2 separate regions of the Mus musculus genome follow, and region 1 is linked to region 2. Evidence: chromatin contacts called from public HiChIP or PLAC-seq data. All regions are on one chromosome and are shown on one strand. The core of a region is the stretch at or near the end of the contact, and the rest is flanking DNA. Distances in the headings are between cores, read along the strand shown.

Evidence for each region. HiChIP or PLAC-seq counts read pairs in DNA pulled down with a chosen protein or histone mark.
Region 1: a contact with region 2 is called in an H3K27ac HiChIP or PLAC-seq map of double positive thymocytes, with 5 times the contacts expected there. The contact joins the enhancer-like site here to the promoter of Hspa14 in region 2. A contact is called at or near these places in 26 of 39 promoter capture datasets (the 3T3-L1 cell line, 3T3-L1-derived adipocytes, the C10 cell line and 17 more), 3 of 15 datasets of contacts at CTCF or cohesin (CD8 T cells, large pre-B cells and stem cell-derived epiblast-like cells), 14 of 484 Hi-C or Micro-C datasets (B cells, CD4 T cells, CD8 T cells and 10 more), 31 of 115 datasets of contacts at active chromatin or transcription factors (the 230-238 cell line, the SCID.adh cell line, SST interneurons and 25 more) and 5 of 9 other capture datasets (adipose tissue, bone marrow-derived macrophages, embryonic stem cells and 2 more).

The regions. Positions count from the first base shown.
Region 1 is chr2:3,798,610-3,801,309 of GRCm38.p6, forward strand. No RefSeq gene overlaps it. Among named protein-coding and RNA genes, the nearest start is that of Gm36031, 7.9 kb to the right of the region's middle. Within about 2 kb of position 1,357, at least 59 of the 459 cell types and tissues checked have an H3K27ac peak or open chromatin away from gene starts, as enhancers often do. A contact at or near this core is called in B cells, CD8 T cells, the SCID.adh cell line and 13 more, where this site is marked.
Region 2 is chr2:3,511,455-3,514,154 of GRCm38.p6, forward strand. It overlaps Hspa14 (heat shock protein 14), which reads right to left and starts at 1,360. Exons shown (of 14, transcript NM_015765.2): 1 at 1,180-1,360. The coding sequence starts at 1,236. It overlaps Cdnf (cerebral dopamine neurotrophic factor), which reads left to right and starts at 1,611. Exons shown (of 4, transcript NM_177647.4): 1 at 1,611-1,787. The coding sequence starts at 1,673.

The DNA.
Region 1 (2,700 bases), core at 107-2,606, 290 kb after region 2:
GTGGGATTCCCTACCTCTTACATGGTAAACCCACCTATTAGCTAGGTCATTGTGTATTCCCTTGTTTGGGTGAGACTGGCTACTGTCCTAAGTAATCACTCTGCAGACCAGCCCTGAGCTATTCTAGCTTCTTCTTTGTAATGCCTACTTTCAAATCTCTACTAGAAGTAAATTTGAATGTTACTGAATAGGTAACCTTTTCACTGAATTCCTACTGAATTCCAAGCTCGTTAGTTCGTTGGCTTCAAGGATTTTCTAGGACGTTGGAACACTGGTGGAGGCTTACCTATGTCAGAATTCAATCTTTAAAGGCACTTATAATAAGATAATACTGAAAGAGAGCACATGGATCCATACATCAGACTAACACGGGGATAGGGTATGAGTACACGGGTTATGAGAATGCCAAGGTTCCAGGAGGTTGAGTTTCCTTGAAACTCCCTGCCTCGTGAGTGCTCCCAGGCCTCTCGGCCTGCCAAGCAGACTTCACTGGGGTAGACGGAGCAGTGTTCGCCTCCCCGGGTTATGTGTGAGGTGGTTAATAAGCATAAGTAGTTACCATTCTCGTATTTATCTATGTTTTGTTTCTATGCTGTTCAAGCTAGGCAGGGCTCTGTCACCGGAATCCTATGCCATGAAGGACTGCAGAGCCCATGTCACCAACAGATTACAGATCCAGCAGTAACTTGTATGATCTTAAACTCAGATGTCTGTCTCCAGATTCCTCTTCTGAAAGTCTGTCCACATTGGCCTTAAGAACTTCAAGCACCATTTTGTGGGCTAACACTCCACTGTGCCCTCACTTAGAGAAAGCACACCGAAGCCATGGTTCAAGGCAGAGACATGCTGACCCCTCCTCATTTTGTGGGAGCAGTCAATCAGGACAGTCCTGTTGGCACAGGAAGGAAAGCTTTAAGGCCAGGTCAGAGCCAGGCCATGCCTTGCAAAGTCATTTGGGAAGCCAGAGGAACCTAGAACAAGAGGAGAATGTTTGAGGGGTGAATTCTGTCGGGGCTGGAAGTTGGTGTTTTTCATGAAAGTCCTGGCATGAGTAGTTGCTCAATAAATAGTTTCCTTTTTGGCAATATTGGAACTTGAACTTGTGCTTCTCACATGTTGGGTGAGAACTCCATGACTGAGTTCCAGCTCCATCCCTTCATTTCCTGTTAAACAATAGATGCTCAACCGAAGCCCAACCGGAAGTCTAGTGAATGTTGTTTTTCAGCAGTGCGCAGAGGACTGGGCCAGTCACACTGAAGGTGGAGGGTCAGGAAGCAAGGCACACACAGCAGGCAACTTGGTCCAGAAGGAGTCAGCGCAGGGGGTGAATGAGAGTAAGTAGCTTGTAGGAAGCGAGCTCTCCCAGGGACACAGCGCAGCGCAGCGTTAGGTCTCCCTCCCTGTGCCGGCTTTTGACATCAGGACTCAGCAGCTCTGAGTTTGATCCTTTAGCCTAGGACGCTCATACCTATCGTTATAAGTGATTGTGAATGAGGCTTAAATAAAGTAATAAAACCGACTCCTAGCTAGGACCTAGCCCATACAGACCCTCAGCGCAGGTGGTTGAACCTGTTTGCAATGGCCTTAAAATGATGCCGGATGCTGCCACCTACTGGGATCCAGTGGAACTTTTAAAATATTTTTTAGCTAGAATAATAATCCACGTGTGTTAGTTTGTTGGTGGTGTTATTATTTTCCTTACTGGTCTTCGTCTCCTCACCACCCCAGGCCCCTAGTTTTCTGCTCTTGTCTGGCTGAGGTATTTACTGAATGAATAGTAAGTGTTGTTTAAACCTGTCCGTGTGGTATCCAGTTTCTGCCTCCAGAAGAGTCCACTGTATGAATCTCAGGGCTGCTGTTTACTATGAGGCAGGGGACAGCGTCTGAGCTTCCTGACCTTCAGTTTTCCTGGCAGGCTATAAAATGGCCTCCATCTGTTTGGAAGAATGAGTTTTACTCATTCATTTACTCATTCATTCATCCAGCGAGTGAGCTTTTAGGAGGAAGGGGAGTGTCAGTCTGCAGAGGAAACAGATGGTGCATGGGGAGGGGCACCCCACACACCCATACCTTGCAGTGATTCACGGGAGACTGATTGCCCCCATCCGCTGTCTCTCTTCTTTTACTGTATGAGAGTCATTTCCTGAAACACAGATCTCCGCTTATGATGGCCTCACTTCAAATTTGTCACTACGTTGAAGGCCAGTCTGCCTATCATGGAAACTTTGGTCCTATTCAAACTGGTCTGCTCTACCAAGCTACTTCTGGGTTTCTGAAATGGTAGTAGACAACCTTTACCACAGGTTAGACATTGTGCTAAGTGTTTTATTGGATAATTGTTATAGCTTCCCAGGACATGAGCCTTATGCCTGTTATAATCGTGGAGCTATAACAATAACGTCAAGGGACATCTTCAAGGAGAAAGCGTGGCTTTGGTTCAGTTTCAGATGTCTCAGATTAGGGTTCCCAGCTCTATTCGATTCCCAGCTGGTGGGGTAGAACATTATGCCAACAGGAACCTGTGTGTCTTAGTTTGGGTCTTGTTGCTATGAAAAGACACTATGGCCAAGGCAAGTCTTATGAAAGCAAATATTTAATTGGGGTTGGCTTACAGTTTCAGAGGTTCAATCCATTATCATCATTGCAGGAAGCATGGCAGCATCCAAGTAGATGTGGTGCTGGAGACGGAGCTGAGAGTCT
Region 2 (2,700 bases), core at 110-2,609:
GGAATTTCAAACTGAGGAATTGCATAACCTCAGTAGCAAGACATTCTTGGCAAACCAGGAATTTTTGCAATGGTTGATAATTGCTTAGGCAATGGGTCCTTCAGACAACGAGATCAGAGAAGACATTCTGGTATTCAGTAATTGACTTGCCAAAAGGCCTTTTTTTCGTAACAATCAATAAAAGCACAAGGCTACCCGAGTTCAGTCCTCAGACTACTCCACCTTGCAAAACCTTACTAGGTTGGCAGTGTCTCTCTTTCTTAGATTGTCCCTCATAAACTGGTCTTTTAACTGCCACTATTTGTTTCTTATAGTTTAATAAAAGGCTTCTTCTAGCCCATGCATTTTCCCGTTTAGATCTGTGCAGTAAGCTGGATCAAATGTATACAACATTCTATACCTAGCAAGCATGATTACACGACTCTCCCACAAATACAGCTTTTCCACCTGCTTCCCTACAAACGAAGTAGCTACTCCCCTGGGACTTTCCTGATAAATCGAATGAGACTTAAAACCGAAGATAGCATCGGTTAAATTCCTTAACATTGTTCCTTCTCCATCGATATTGAGGAGGAAAAAGCTATAGTTCCTTGTTAAGTTCTCAGTTCTAGAATCAAGTGTGTACAGCAAGAGTCAGTTCTTAACTAGGAACCCTTCTCTCGAGGGCAGTTACACAGTGCTCTGGTTGCTCAGAAATTCAAATACCTCCCACCTCCGGGAACCCCGAACCAGTGACGTCACCGTGACCTCTTAGGGACTCTGCGGTCAGTTGTCACTAGGACTTCTCTAGCATCCAGGGGGTCCTGACATCCAGGTTTGTTCTAGGCGTCTTTACAAGAACGATGTCCCCCGCCCCGAGGACTCCAGGCATCCTGGAGCCCTGACGTCTTTTGAACTCTTCTGGGCATCCTATGGCCCGGTCTCCTAAGTGCACCCTGCATGCTTGAGGCCTTTTCGTCCCTAAAACTCCTCAAACAGCCAAGACGTCCAGGATACCCTGGAGTATCCAAGATCCGGCTCTCTGTATCCACCCTCCACACAGCGTGCTTGGCCTTGGAGGGAGAGCCGAGAACCCGCAACATTGCCACTTGCTTGCACGCACGGTTCCCGGGCCGATGACCCGGAGCCCAGAAAACAGGGTGGCCGCCACGGAACCCGGAGACAGCTTCCCAGGCTCACCTTGTAGACAGCCACACAGGCTGATGTGCAGCCCAGGTGCACGCCGATCGCCGCCATAAGGCGGCGGAGACCACGGCAGCTCAACGAAGGACCCTTCAGCAGCTTCAGCTAGCTTCCTCGGAACAAGCCCATCAGGCACTGCGGAGACTTCACGTTCCCGCCCGCCTACTGCGTCCGGTCTGCTGCGCCGGCCTCCCAAGTCGCAGCCAATCAACATAAGGATGCCGCCTTTCATCAGAACGGTTAGCCAATAGTTTTAGCGCATCACTCCGCGCTCCTTGGGAGCCCGGCGTAAACGCCGGTCTGCTCAAGCTCAAGCCGGAAAGGCCCGGAAGAGGGTCATTAGCTCCTCCCTCTCCTGAGCGCCGTTCATCAGAGCCAATGGGAACGCCTGGTGAGATTGCGTCACTTGTTTCCTGCCTCTTTCCGGCTTCACGAGGCAGCCCCCACTACAGTAAGGAAGGTGTGGGTAGTTCCGGGTCCCAGGCTCAGCATGCGGTGCATCAGTCCAACTGCTCTGGTGACCTTTTGCGCCGGGTTTTGTATCTCGAACCCTGTGCTGGCGCAGGGCCTGGAGGCCGGTGTGGGGCCGAGGGCTGACTGTGAAGGTGAGCGGTGTGTGACCTGCTTGCATGGCGGCGACACCGCGCTCAGCCTAGCAATTGCCTAAGCAGCTTCTCCCGGCCCAAGCTGTAAATAACATTTCACCCTTCTGCTTTTGCTGTCATTATTAAGGTGGCGCAGAAAAAGGAGTGAAATAGGATTCGTATTAGATTTTGTGCAAATGGTCTCCGCTGCCAACTTGATTTTGTTGCTCCTAACCGAGGAGACTTGCTTCTCTGCTCAGAAGACATGTTTTGAGGTTCAAACTAATTGCCATTCCTAGGAGGTAAATAAAACATGGCAATACGTTAGGGTTGCTGAAATCAAAGACAAGGGTACGGCTGACTAGGACTTTATAGACAAGCTGCTTTACAAAGGAGCACATTAATTCCTAGAGAACGATAAAATAGACGCCTGTTTTCTTCTGTGGACTTGGCGATCATACCTTCAATTCCACCATCCCACCTGGTTTTGAGGGTGTTATAGTACCTAGGTTTTGTAAAAACAAAACAAAACAAAAAAACAGTGTATTTTGTAGAGGACTGTTAACAAGAGCCAAGATGAACAGTTTTGATAGTCCCTTTGGGACCACTGTAGCACTTCTTGTTTTATTGAAGTGATGTAAACATATATCTTCTCATCTTGAGAGCAGATGTACTGAACAGAAAATGGAGACAAGATTCATGTGGAATGGGCAGTTGAGTCTTATTGTAAGTAAATAGTATTAATAGTAGTTGGAGTCCAGCTTTCTATCAGCAATTATCAAACCTTCCTCTAGAAATTTAAAATAAGTTTAGATGTTATTTAAAATTTCTGTAGCTAAAGATACTGGTTTAACAGTTATAATTTCAGTTAAAGATCTCATCTTGGGCAAGCAGGATTTTATTATAGAACTTCAAACTATTTTGAAATCATTAT